Regions from separate parts of the Sus scrofa genome. Here region 1 is linked to region 2. Evidence: chromatin contacts called from public promoter capture Hi-C data. All regions are on one chromosome and are shown on one strand. Each heading gives the region's core, a stretch centred on a gene start, on an enhancer-like site or on the middle of the called end of the contact. The rest is flanking DNA. Distances are from core to core; before and after follow the strand shown. Region 1 holds the start of KYAT1 (kynurenine--oxoglutarate transaminase 1). Region 2 holds the start of TRUB2 (probable tRNA pseudouridine synthase 2).

The links. Promoter capture Hi-C pulls out the DNA fragments that hold promoters and counts their contacts.
Region 1: a promoter capture Hi-C map of liver shows a contact between it and region 2, with 6 times the contacts expected there. The contact joins the promoter of KYAT1 here to the promoter of TRUB2 in region 2. A contact is called at or near these places in 1 of 5 promoter capture datasets (liver) and 1 of 47 Hi-C or Micro-C datasets (liver).

The regions. Positions count from the first base shown.
Region 1 is chr1:269,204,901-269,211,286 of Sscrofa11.1, forward strand. It overlaps KYAT1 (kynurenine--oxoglutarate transaminase 1), which reads right to left and starts at 4,653. Exons shown (of 13, transcript XR_002337758.1): 1 at 4,522-4,653. LRRC8A (volume-regulated anion channel subunit LRRC8A) reads left to right here and starts at 4,760. Exons shown (of 4, transcript XM_001928850.6): 1 at 4,760-4,873.
Region 2 is chr1:268,754,488-268,761,452 of Sscrofa11.1, forward strand. It overlaps TRUB2 (probable tRNA pseudouridine synthase 2), which reads right to left and starts at 3,284. Exons shown (of 9, transcript XM_021069594.1): 1 at 2,821-3,284; 2 at 1,919-2,237; 3 at 1,413-1,544. The coding sequence starts at 2,081. It overlaps COQ4 (ubiquinone biosynthesis protein COQ4 homolog, mitochondrial), which reads left to right and starts at 2,203. Exons shown (of 7, transcript XM_001928334.4): 1 at 2,203-2,555; 2 at 2,632-2,763; 3 at 4,093-4,189; 4 at 4,989-5,091. The coding sequence starts at 2,486.

The sequences.
Region 1 (6,386 bases), core at 3,403-5,902, 450 kb after region 2:
GTTCCCTGCTGCTGGTGCCCTGGGGTCAGTACCCTCCCCCCCACATGCCTCCATCCGTCCGGGCAGCTATTGGCCACCTTCTTGGCCAGAAGACACTGTGACTAGTCAACAGCAGGTGGCTGACCCCTAGGGACACGTCTCAGTGACCAATACTCTGGCAGCTGATGTCAGCTGTACCTCCCGCTGGATACAACCTGCGTTGAGTAAAGTCCAAAGGCTCCTTGGCCTGGCCTTTGGAGCTGGCCTGAATCCATGCCCTGTGGCTGCCGTGTTCTCTCCTCTTCCAAACACACCCATCCCTTGGAGGGGGTTTTTCGTCTTTTTTTATTTTTGGCTTTTTAGGGCTGCACCCACGGCATATGGAGGTTCCCAAGCTAGGGGTCGAATCGGAGCTGCAGCCACTGGCCTCCACCGCTGCCACTGCAACCCCAGATCTGAGCTGTGTCTGTGACCTACTCTGTGGCTTGTGGCAACGCCGGATCCTTAAGCCACTGAGCGGGGCCAGGGATCAAACCTGTAACCTCACGGTTCCTAGTCAGATTCGTTTCCGCTGCGCCACAACAGGAACTCCAATCCTTTGCTTTTGACTAGACGTTGTCCATCTCTGCTCAAGCTGTGCTCTGCCTGGCAGTGCCCTCCAATCCCATCCCCCGGCAGGGCTGAGCCCTGGCTTGGCCTCTTCTCTGAAGCCTTCTGTGTTTGGCCTGCACCCTTCTCTGCACTCAGAGCACCTACGATGCGCCTGGTCTCTGCGCGGAACCCTTTCATCTTCACAGGAAGCCTCCAGGAAGGTGTCACCGTCCCTATTTTGCTCCAGAGGAGAATGAATAAAGCTCACTCAGCTGAGAGCTGGGATTCAAATCCTGGTTTGCCTGTTTCCAGAGTCCAAACCCTTCCTCTCGAAATCCTTCTTTCAGGAGGTGGGTGCTGCTGCCTCTATCAGCTCCGCTGCCCGCAGGAGACCATCAGCCTTTTCCGACAGGAGCCACACCTTATCCAGCTGCCACCCTGCCTGGTGGCTTGCAAGGACAAGCAAGAGGATTTTGGCTCTGCAGCCTGGCCCCCCATCACCTCAGCCAGTTCTGTGTGGTAAGGATACTAGGTGTTACTAGGCGCATTTGGAGTTCCCTGGTGGCATAGCCAGCTAAGGATCCAGCATTGTCACTGCTGTGGCTCCGGTCGCTGCTGTGGCACAGGTTCGATCCCTGGCCCAAGAACTTCCACATGCTGTGGGTGCAGGCAAACAGAATTAAAAAAAAAAAAATAGAGGCACACTTGGTATTTGGCTTGAGTCAGTTTTTCTTTCTTTTCTGGCTGTGCCTGCAGTACTCAGAAGTTCAGGGCCAAGGTTCAAACTTGCTCCACAGATGCTTAACCCGCTGAGCCACCAGGGAACTCTCCTGAGTCAGTTCTTTACTGGGCAGGTCTATATGGTGCTGGAAAGATGCTGTAGGTGCCCCCCCCCACTTACTGAGAAAACACAATCCATGGCACTTTTAGAATAGGAGCCTAGGGAGGGCGGACCAGGTAAGACCAGTCTGTTACGCCAGCAGCCACAGATGATGAAAGCCTGGATTTATAACTTAGATAAAACGTCCCAGTTCCACTCTGAACTAGCGACAGGACCTTGGTTGTGTCATACCAGGCTCAGCTTTCTCATCTGTACAATGGGGACAATAATAATGCAATCACCCCCCCAAAAGCATTTAGCACAGATCCTGGCCCACTTAATCTTTCAGTGACAATAAGCTATTAACATGGAAACCTCTAAAGCTTTCCATAAAAATCAGTTAACCAAACAGAACAAAAAAATCTCTCGCAGATAATGAATCCTGATTTTTTTGTCTGTTTCTTTGGGATCTAAAAACACAGACTCCCTGTAGGACAAGTGTCTGGTGAAAACTTGTCAAATCTGGAAGTTGTCTTGTGGCTCAGAGGGTTAAGGATCTGGTGTTGTCACTGCAGTGGCTTGGGTTGTTGCTGTGGCGTGGGTTCGATCCCTGGACCAGGAACTTTCACATGCTGAGAGCTTGGGCAAAAAGCCCCAACACTTGTCCAGTCAATGGTTCTCCCCTAAGGGAGGTGACAGCCTGTCTGAGGAACTATAACAAGTTCACTGACTTACACATAGTTCCTCTTGGCTTTCAAACTGGCAAAGGAGAAATGGCTTCTGGAGCCCAGGGCACAGGTTTGGTGGGTAGGGATCTCAAATGAGATTCCAGTAGGCAGCCCACTCCTTCCTCCTCCTGGCATGGGATCAAGCTCCAAAATCAAAATCTCACTCTGTAGGGCAGTTTTACACATGGCAGAAAAAAGTAATGAATGCATCTAGGTTTCATGCCAGGATGAGAGAGAGTCCTGTCAGTTTTACAGATGGAGGAACTGAGTCTCAGATGGGGAAAGGACTTACCCCAAAATCCAAGGCCTAGGAAAGCAGAGAAGGGCCCCCAGCTGTGAAGCCAAAGCTTGTACCACTCTCTGGTACAAGAATGAGGGAGTGAGATGAGCATTTGGGAAATATTTCAGGAAGCTGGCAGTGCCATCTGGGAGTGGGATGTGGCCCCACGTCTGTTAGGTCAGGAGTGACTTTGGCCTCCTGGCTACAGAAATGGGGGGATCACACTCAGCTAGATGTCCCAGCACACAGGCAATCTGATAACCCTGGGACTTTGCCATATTGACACCTTTGCTCCATGGGCAGAGTGTCTGCGTCAGCAAGCTGGATGCCACTCTAGGGGCCAAAGGAATGGGAGGGGGACATCAGAGGGAAAGATTTCTCATTGCTAACTCTCTGTTATTTATTTATAACATGCAGAAGTACCCAGCATGCAGAAGTACCCAGGCCAGGGAGTTCCTGCTGTGGCTCAGAGGGTTAAAATGTGACTAGTATCCATGAGGAGGTGGGTTCCATCGCTGGCCTCTCTCTGTGGGTTAAGGATCCGGCATGGCCGTGAGTTGTGGCGTAAGTTGCAGAGGTGGCTGGGATCTGGCATGGCTGTGGCTGTGGTTAGGCTGGCAGCTGCAGCTCTGATTCAACCCCTAGCCTGGGAACCTCCATATGCTGCAAGAGTGCTCCCCCCTCCCCGCAAAAAAAGAAGTTCCCAGGCCAGGGATCAAACCCAAGCCACAGCAGTAACCAGAGCCACAGGAATGATAACACCAGATCCTTAACCTGCTGTGTCACCAGAGAGCTCCTGGGCAACTTTAAAAAAAATTGAAGTATAGTTGATTTACAATGTTGTGGTGGGCAACTTTCTTCACTTCTCTGCACTTACTGATCTGTAAAATGGGGCTAATTGGCATGTAAAGCAGGCCAGGTGGGAGCACTCAGCGTCAGTCATTGTAGTTAGTTCTACAGGAGGGGACATGGAGGCTCTGGGAGGTATGTGCCTGGTCCAGAGTCTCAAGGCTGGAAGAAGCAAGTCTTGGGCTCCAGATTGGGTTCTGGGCTCCAAAGCGCGCTTCTCTTCATTCTACACTATGGTTGTCTCCTGACCATTCCAGCCAATAAACAGTTACTGGATTCTGCTGTGTGTCAGGTTCCAAGTGAATTGTGTGGTTGATAACAAAACAAAAACAAACAAACAAACAAAAAGGCTTCTCAAGAGGGGGATAAGCAAGAATGATGGCATTAGTGTAAACTCCTCCAGGGCTCAAATTCCAGCTTTTTCATTTCCTGGCTATGCGACATTACTAAGGTCCCTAATTTCTCAGCCTGGTTCCTCCCGTAATGGGGAAATACAAGACCTTCCAGCAGGAGAGCTGAAAGCACGCACCTGTCAGCCCTAGATAAACCAGAACCGGTCATTATTCTCATCTTCCCACTTTATTTTTAACCAACCTGTGCACTCGGTAGTAAATTCTTCCCCCATGTCCAGATCCCCAGGATCCCGGTTCTCCTGTTCGAGGCCACCCCAGTGAACAACTTCTCTCGCATTTATTTGACAAGGCGGCTGGTTCACACACCCGCAGACACCCGTACCCCTCCCCACAACACGTTCTTTCAAAACAATCGGTAGTATGATTAACGCTGTTCTTTTCGCTCCTTCCTTTTCCCATCTAAGTTATCTTGGAAGTCGTCCCATATTAGTGCGTATTGAACATTTTTCTTTTTAGTGGAGGCACTGTCTTTCAATGTACGGATTCTGTCTTAACGTGGTTGCCGTTACTATTATCAATCTGGATACTCCGAGGGCTCGGGATCCATAGAGCTGGAGTCCGGCACCCCGTTCCAGACCCGGCTCTGCTCAGATTTCGTCCAGTTGCATTGGGTTCTCTCTTCCCCACCGACTGCTGGGGGTGGGGGAGTGGGGGATGGGGGTGCAGAGAGGATCAGCCCGGAAGGTCCCTGTGTCCGAGTGCGGGTCAGCGAGAAGCGCGCGCAACGGCTCCCGGCTGGGTCAACCTTTCAGCGCAAACGAAGCGAGGGGTCTGGCACAATCGAGCTCGGAACCAGTTACCAGGCCCTCCCGCCACGCCACCTGACTTCGGGGCAGCAACGCTCAGGCAGCAGCTACTCACCCCCGCCTCGGCCGCTTCACCCTTCGTCCCCAAGCCGGCAAGGTTACAGCAGTCCCTGTCCCTTTAAGGGGGCCGAACCCCGGCTCCGCTACTTCCGCCCCAAAGCAACATGGCGCCAGCAGGGAGAGGAGGAGGAGGTGAAGGCTTGGAGACTGCGCCCCTCAAAAAGATGGCAACACCCTGGCCGCCGCGTTCGCGCCCGACGGTGACGTCACTTCCGGGGCGGAGGAGGCTGAGTGGTGCAGTGAGGGACAAACAAAAGGAGGCGCCGGAGGGGCGCTGCAGCCGGCGGCGGGACGGCGAGGCGGGGGCTCGGAGCTGCCGGCTGGGCGGCCGGGCGCGGCGGGCTCAGGTAAGAGAGTGGGGAGGGGAAGGGGGCACGAGCTGTCACCTCTCGAAATCCACTCCTATACGTCCCCGGCCAGCTGTCCGGCCCCGGGCGCCCTGGACAGGTCGGGTTCTGCCCGCCGGGGCCGGCTCCCTGGAGGCCTCCTGCCGCAGCTCAGTTCGGCCTTCCTCCGGGTTCCCCATCCCCGGGGTCGCTGGGGCCCCCACCCTCTCCGCGGTGCCGCGGCGCGCGAGCCCCCTCCCAGGCACCCCAGTGCCTCCTTGCGCTCTACATACCGGGAGTTTCCGCCTCGGCTCCCCCAGGTCCCCTTGTCATCCCCTGGGTTCCCCCAGATCCTCACCCCTCCACACACACATACCCCCTTCCTAGAGGTTCCACCTCTGGGATCTCTTCTTGGTAGTTTTTTTTTTTTTTTTCGTTTTCAAAAAAGCCCCTTCTCCTGGGCTTCTGACACCCCCCTCTTTCCTGGACCCCTCCCTCTCCTTGATCCGGCGGGAACTGTGCCCTGATCTGGGGCAGATCCCTGGCTAGGTTCTTGGGGGCTCTCTGGACTGAGATTCCTGGGAAACCTGGTCCAGGGTCCGAGGCTCTGGACCCTACAGATGTCCTGTGCATCCAGATGGGCGGGAGAGCCAGGTCTGATGAGGTCCAGGCTGGAGGTCCAGCAAAGTTGGCTCCCAAGGTGAAGGAGCTGAGCTGCCGGCATTTGAGGTTCATGATGATTCTGCTCCTTTTGTAGACTGCTTCTTTCCCCTGGTCTGGACTGGAGTGAACCAAGATTGAGCTGGTTCTTAGCTGATGCAACTGCTGCCTTTTTTGGGAAGAAGGAGTGGTGGTTGGGGGGTGTCTGGCAACCTCCTCCTGCTGGAGATTTGGCTGGAGAGGGGGGCAGCCCTTGGTGACCACACTCCTCCTTGATGGAGGCTTCCCTACCCCCCAGGAACCTTTTGAGGATGAAGAGGGAGAGAGCTTGATGAGGGAAGGGGAATTTGGATCTCAACTACAGAGGAAGGCTGGGACAGCTGAAAAGCTCCCAAAGGCCTCTCCCACCTTTTCCATTACGAGTGCTTTTTACCCCTGCCAAACTGTATCCTGCCCTCTGAGCAGACCGTCTGGCAGACAGACAGACTGGAGGCAGGAGGAGGAGGTCCGATGCTGTGATCCTTCCTGTGGAGGGACGGGGCAGTGGGAGTTTGTTCAGAGGAACTGGGCAGTGCCTGTGGCCCAGTCACACTGGCATTGCTTCCATGAAGGTCACGTTTTCTTCTGGCTCACAAGGGGAGGGAAGGACAGCTGACTGGTGCCAGAGGACTGGCTTTTGGAGAGGTGCTGGGGTAGGAATACTGACCGCTGCCTCCCTGTCTCCCAGTTTTAGCCATTCTTTGGGGTTAGCTTGAATGCCCCTCGCCTTCCAGGGGCTGTGGGCCACAGAGCAAGGGCCCGAGAAATGTTCATGACTTCCCCCAGATGCTCCATCCCCGGGACACACCTACTAGGAAGCCGTTTCCTCTGCACA
Region 2 (6,965 bases), core at 2,034-4,533:
AATGCAGCTGGGGATCCTGTTGCTATGGCTGAGGTGTAGGCCGGCAGCTGTAGCTCCAATTAGACCCCTAGCCTGGGAACGTCCATATGCTGCAAGTGTAGCCCTAAAAAGCAAAGGGGGAAAAAAAAAAAAAAAAAAAAAAGGAGCCTACCAAATCCAGGGTACATGACATAATGTCAACACAGAGCCCAGAGTTCCCTCATGGCTCAGTGGGTTAAGGATCTGGTGTTGTCACTGCTGTGGCTCCAGTTATAGCTGTGGTGCGGGTTTGACCCCTGCCCTGGGAACTTCCACATGCCTGGGGCATGGCCAAAACAAACAAGCAAGCAAGCAAAAAATTCCCATGGAGCCTCAGTTTTCTCATTTGTGCAACGGGACTAGACCCCATCTCCTAGGATTCAGTAAGGCAGTAGTTGGGAAAAGCTTAACACAGTATAATACAAAATAAGTCCTCGACCCATCATACTTATTGTTATTATACTGTGGAGTGACTATATTTCTGTCCAAGGGTCCTAGAGGTCCCTGGTCAAGTTCCTTAGCCTTCCCAATGCATGCCTGAATCACACCTAGTGGAGCGGGGGGGGGGTTCATTTTCAGAACTAGTTCTACTGTTGGGCAGCTATATTGACTAAAATGTCACTCTTTCACAGGAGCCCAAAACGCCCTGCACAGGAGTTCTACCTGAGGGCCTCGATCCCTACCTGGAGTCCCAGGATAACAAAGGGGCCAGCAAGCTACAGTCCACAGGTCACATCCCCAGTCCTGGGGTTTTCACGGCCTACCATTTAAACCGGTTTTTACATTTTTCAATGATTCAAAACAAACAAACAAACAAACAAAAAACCAAGAAGGGAGTCCCCCTGTGGCTCAATGCTGACAAAACTGACTAGCATCCATGTGGATGTGGGTTCAATCCCTGACTCTGCTCAGTGGATTAAGGGATCCGGAGTTGCTGTAAGCTGTGATGTAGGTCACAGACACAGCTCAGATCTGGCATTGCTGGGGCTATGGCATAGGCGGGCAGCTGAAGCTCCAATTCACCCCCTAGTCTGGGAGCTTCCAGATGCTGCAGGTGTGGCTCTAAAAAGCAGGAAAAAAAAAAATTTAATTAAAAAGAAAATGTCTGTGTCCATAAGTAAAGCTTTATTTGGAATACACTCAGGCTCGCTGCTTTACATACTATCTATAGCTACTTCTGCACTACAATGGCAGAGGTGAACCTGCAAAGCCTAAAATATTGACTATCTGGCCCTTTTTAGGAAACTTTGCCAATCTCTGGTCAAATACTTCATCCCCACTGCCACCCTACACTGGTTCGGGACAGTAAGAGTCTGAGCACTGGCTAGGACACTGATTCTGAGCAGGGATTTCCTGGGAAGTGACACCCAGGCCCCTTCCTAAATGTGCTTTACCCAGAGGATGGTTGATGAGGGAGGGCACAGTGGTGGCTGTGAGGGTCAGCTCCTTCTCTTCACTGCCTTCCACCGGACCCAGCAGGAAGCGAACACGCTGTTCAGGAGCAGGAGGCTTCCCAGCATTGAGACCTGAGCACACACATGTAAATAGCATCTCATCAATTCCGTGTGGACACCCAGGGGTGGGCGGGACAGGAAAACACGGGGATGCATAAGACAGTTCCAAGTCCACGGGTGCAGAGATCAGTAGCAATTAGGAACAAGAATTGGAGTCAAATATTGACTCTACTACTTATGACAACTAAAAATAGAGTCTGTTTACCCATCTGAACACCGGGGAAAGAGAGGAACAACAAACAGAGTGCATACGACAGACGATCAGGAAAAGGCAGCCGCCCAGGCGACGAGGTCACATGACTGACTTTACCCGCAAGGATCAGAAGCGGAAATAGACTCCGAGGGAAATGGGAAGGGGATCGTTAAGACTGGCTCGATGCACTCACCTTTCAAAAGCTGCAGCTCCACCGTATCCCGTAGATGCTTCCATTTTAGCCCCGGGGGCTTGTAGGCGGCAAAGAGCCCATGCAGCCGCGCCAGGCCGGCTGACCCCATCCCGGAGCCCGCGTCTGGGGCTCGCAGGACAGCGGCACCCGGCGGAAATGCCATATGGTCCCTCCCCAAATAGAGTCCTTCCAGAGGACGCTGCCATGTTTCGCAGCCGGAAGAGGTTCTCGTCTTTCTGTCCTCGGGGAAAACGTGCTGCGGTGAACAAAGTACGGTCCGACACTGAACCCCAAAGCCAGGCGGGCTTCCTTAGAGACACTTTGGGGGGCAAGGTGAAATGGGGAGAATTTTATATCCTTGGAATTAGATTGCCTGGGTTTCTTCATACTTAGAGATAGAGACCTTTCCTGTCCGTGCTCTTTCCCCCCTCCCGCAAAAAAAAACCCTACTCCGCGCCGTAGGAATCGAGCCCTTTTGACTTCTCCGGCGCGCCGTCGTCGGGGAAGTCTGGGGCATTGGCCTTGCCCTTCCCATCCTCCCGCGGACGTCCGACTGTACCCGCTGCCATGGCGACGCTGCTGCGCGGGGCCCTGCGCCCCCTCCGCGCCTTCCAAGGCCGCGGGCAGCCGGCTGCAGGCAAGTGGCGGGGGCTGGTCGGCGTGCTGGCGTCCCCCGGCTCTTTTGACCGCGCGGCCTTTTTCTTGCCTCGCAGATGTGCCCCTTCGTGCCACGAGCCATGGCACCGGCCTCCTCTACCCCGAACACATCCCCACTTCCCTGCTGCAGAAGGCGCTGTTGGCCGCGGGCTCTGCCGTAATGGCCCTCTACGACCCTTATCGCCACGGTAAGGCTGCCCGCGCCTGGCGTTCTCTTGGGAGGGCGGGGGAGGGGGGAGGCTCACCCTTGCCTTGGAAGTCCCGGGGAGGTCCCTGCCACTGTCAAAACCTCCGTTTCCTTTGGGTAACTGGAAACAAGACAAGGCCAGGGTACCCAGACCAAGCTGCACCTCACAGTCACTTGCAGTATTCATAAAATGCGGATGCCTGGATCCCACCCTAAAACTTACTCAATTCGAATCTTGTGGGAGTGGGGAAGGGAGGCAGGAAGGGGCGTGGAATCTGAGCCTCTGCCTTTTTAAACTGCTTCCCGGGAGATTCTGTCATCCAGCCACACTGAGGATCTCTGGGCTAGATGATTTATGCCCGTAAAAGTATAACGTCCCTTTAGAAATTAAACTTTATGAGGTCGGGAACCATAACTACCCTGCTCCACTGGAGTGGTAGCATTTTGGATAGGGCACGGGACATAATAAATGCTCCGTAAGTGCTTGCTAGACATTTGACTAGAACATTCTTGGATCCTACACTGCCTTTCTCATCCCCTCCAGGATTTCTAAGTCTGGAAAATTCTGTTACTCCTGCTAGTAAAAACAATAATGCTGGGAGTTCCCGTTGTGTCTCAGCGGTTAACGGCGGTAACGAATCTGACTAGGATCCATGAGGACGCAGGTTCGATCCCTGACCTTGCTCAGTGGGTTAAGGATCCCGCATTGCTGTGAGCTGTGGTGTAGGCCAGCAGCTGTGGCTCCAATTCAGCCCCTAGCCTGGGACCCTCCATATGCTGTGGGTATGGCCCTAAAAAAAAAAAAAAAAAAAAAAAAAAAATGGTAATTGCTCATTAAGCCCTTATTTTGGTTGCTCATTGCTCAGTGTTTTATATACGTGATGTTCTTGATTTTTCATATTGACCCTATAAGAAAGATGTTATCTGCACTTCCAAGTTAGGACACTGAGGGTCAAAAATGTGAAGCAGTTTGCACAAGGTCCTCTAGACAGTGATTGTAGCTGGGGTCGAACCTAGCACTCTGTGATACCAAAGTCGGCCCCTGTCCGTGGAGACATGATATTCTGTTGTAATGATGGATGTGAAAGTGATTCATAAATTTGTCAGAGCACTGTGCTCACCAGAGCCACCTCCCCCATCAGATGAATAACAGTCATAACTATATTGAGCTTTTACTGTGTGCCCAGCGCTTCACTACATGTTTAACTTGAATCTTTATAACTTAGAGGTAGATATTCTGTTTGCTCATGTAGGAAATTGAGGCTCAGACCAGGTCAGGCGATCCACCGAAGATCACATCCTCCACGTGTCCCCATTTCTTTCCTTTCAGACATGGTTGCAGTTCTAGGAGAGACCACAGGACGCCGAACCCTGAAGTTCCTCAGGGACCAGATGAAGAGGGATCCAGAGGGTGCCCAGATCCTGCAGTAGGTCCCAGCTCTGCCTGGGGGATTGAGGGCATTCTTTGGCGCTTCCCGTCTGTCTGGACTTGCATTGTGTTCCTCTGGGGAGCTCTTCTTGATACCCTGGCCGTGAGTGGTGGCCGTGGGCACTGCCCGAATCCATAGGCACCACTCACATAGACACTGTGTTGACCCTTGGGTGATGCAATACGATGGCCTCAGCCTAGTTCCAGCAACAGGGCTCTTGTGCCTTCACGGAGGTCTGTTAACACATACTGCCCGCCATCCCCTCCCTCAGTGCCTTTTGTGAATACCCTGATCCCATCTGAGGCCTCTTTAGCTGCCTTGTGCCCCCCAGCAGGAACCATGGCCTTAGCTCGTGGTAGTCTTCCCCCGTCCCGGCCACCGGCCTGGTCAGTAGTAGGTGCTCCATTAGGACGTGTGGTCCCATTGCTGCCCTCTGTCCCTTCATCTCTCACCAGACCTTTCACCTGCCCCTGCTGGTGCCCTCCCAACGCCTGAGTCCTGGAGTTCCCGTGTGGCTCAGCAGTAATGACCCTGACTAGTGTCCATGGGGTTTCGGGTTTGATCCCTGCCCTTGCTCAGTGGGTTAAGGATCCAGCGTTGCCATGAGCTGTGGTGTAGCTTCAGATATGCCTCGGATCCCTCATGGCTGTGGCTGTGATGTAGGCTGGCAGCTGCAGCTCTGATTCCAATTCAACCCTTAGCCTGGGAACCTCCATATGCCTCCAGTGCAGCCCTAAAAAGCAAAAAAAAAAACAAAAAAAAACCCAATACCTGAGTCCTGCCTTCTGCCTCACAGGGAGCGTCCCCGGATCTCGATGTCCACCCTTGACCTGGAGAAGCTCCGAAGCCTGCCTGAGGGCTCCTTTGGCTGCGAGTATCTCCGTTTCCTGGATGTGAATGTGAGTTTCCAGCTTCTGCGTGTTTGGCAGTCACTGGAAAGGGCAGAGGAATGGCACCAAAATGATGTCCCAAGGAAGGGGCCTTGGGCTGCTGCCATGGGCAGAAGTGCCTTGCAGTCTCTTGGGCCAAGGTTTTGTCATTTTCTCTGGGACAGGCAATGCGCCTGCTCCAAGCAATAATAGCCAGCACTTATTAACCTCTTTCTGCATGCAGCCAGACCCATACATGATCTCACTGAATCTTCCCAGCAACCCTGCTAAGTAGATTTTAACAGTATCTCCTTTTAGCAGATGAGGAAACTGAGGCTCAGAGCAGTTAAGCAATGTGCTGATTTCACAAGCTGGTATTAATAGAAGCAGTATTCAAACCAAGAGTATGTCCTTAACTATTGCATTGTGTTCCCCTGTTCAGAGAGACGTGTTTTCCTTGGGTGTGACAAGTTGTGGCACTTGCCAACCCCAGGCAGAATGCTTAGGTGCCGGAGGGGCGGAGTCCCAGCTACTCAGAAATTCAGTCATTTGTTCAGACAACAAAAAACAAAACCAAACAAACACTGTCGTCAGCAATTAGGATACAATGAATGAAACCAACAGAGAGCCTGCCCTTGTGGGGCTTCTGTTCTAGCAGATGGTGCTGGGAGGACAGCAGTCAACGTGACAGAGGGTGGGGCAGTGGCAGGTGCCACTTCAAATCGGGTGGTCGTGGGAGGCCCTGCCAAGGAGACCTAGAAGATGAGGAGGAGTGTTTCTGGCCGAGGAACTGGCAGGCGCAAGGCTCTCTGTGTTTAAGAATGAAAGGAGGAGTTCCCGTCGTGGCACAGTGGTTAACGAATCCGACTAGGAACCATGAGGTTGCGGGTTCGGTCCCTGGCCTTGCTCAGTGGGTTAAGGATCCGGCGTTGCCGTGAGCTGTGGTGTAGGTTGCAGATGCGGCTCGGATCCCGCGTTGCTGTGGCTCTGGCGTAGGCCGGTGGCTACAGCTCCGATTCGACCCCTAGCCTGGGAACCTCCATATGCTGAGGGAGTGGCCCAAGAAATAGCAAAAAGACAAAAAAAAAAAAAAAAAAAGAATAAAAGGAACAGTGGGGAGTTCCCACCGCCTCGAAGCAGAAACAAATCCAACTAGGAACCACGAGGTCGAGGGTTCAATCCCTGGCCTCGCTCAGTGGGTTGAGGATCTGATGTTGCCGTGAGCCATGGTGTAGGTCGAAGACACAGCTCAGATCCTGAGTTGTTGTGTCTGTAGCATAGGCCAGCAGCTGGAGCTCCAATTCGACCCCTAGTCTGGGAACCTCCATAGGTCACGGGTGTGGCCCTAAAAAGCAAAAAATAAATAAATAAATGGAACACGGACTGACCAACATGGCTGATGGGGCCTTAGAGGAGTGAGTTGGGGGGAGACAGCCAGTGCTCTAGGAGGCCTTGCCTGTCATGGGAAAGGTCACCCCCAAACTGGGTTTACTTCTTGGTGGGTGTCGAGCCAAAAGACAGAAGGAGGAATTGCTTGCGGCAAGTAAGGCTCCTGCTGGGGCTCTTTCCTGAAGCACTGTCACCCTGGACAGCAGAGTCGGGGCATGTGCACGTTCAGGAAGCGGCTCAAACAGAGGATTCCATGTAGAATTGGGGCAAAGGTTGACAGAGTCCAAGCTTCAGTTGATTGAAGTCCCAAGGGCTAGAAAAAGTCAGCCTCATCATTTCTTAGGTTCTGACCAGTCTGACATCTTAGTAGTTGCCATTCTCCACCTGGGTGGGGGCCTAAGTTCCTGTAGAACAACTTAAAGATAGCATCAGATTGTTATCGCTATCTTTTGAGGAGGAGCTAGGACTCTCTTTTATCGCTGGGTTGTTTCTTAACTGCTTTTCCTCCATTCCTG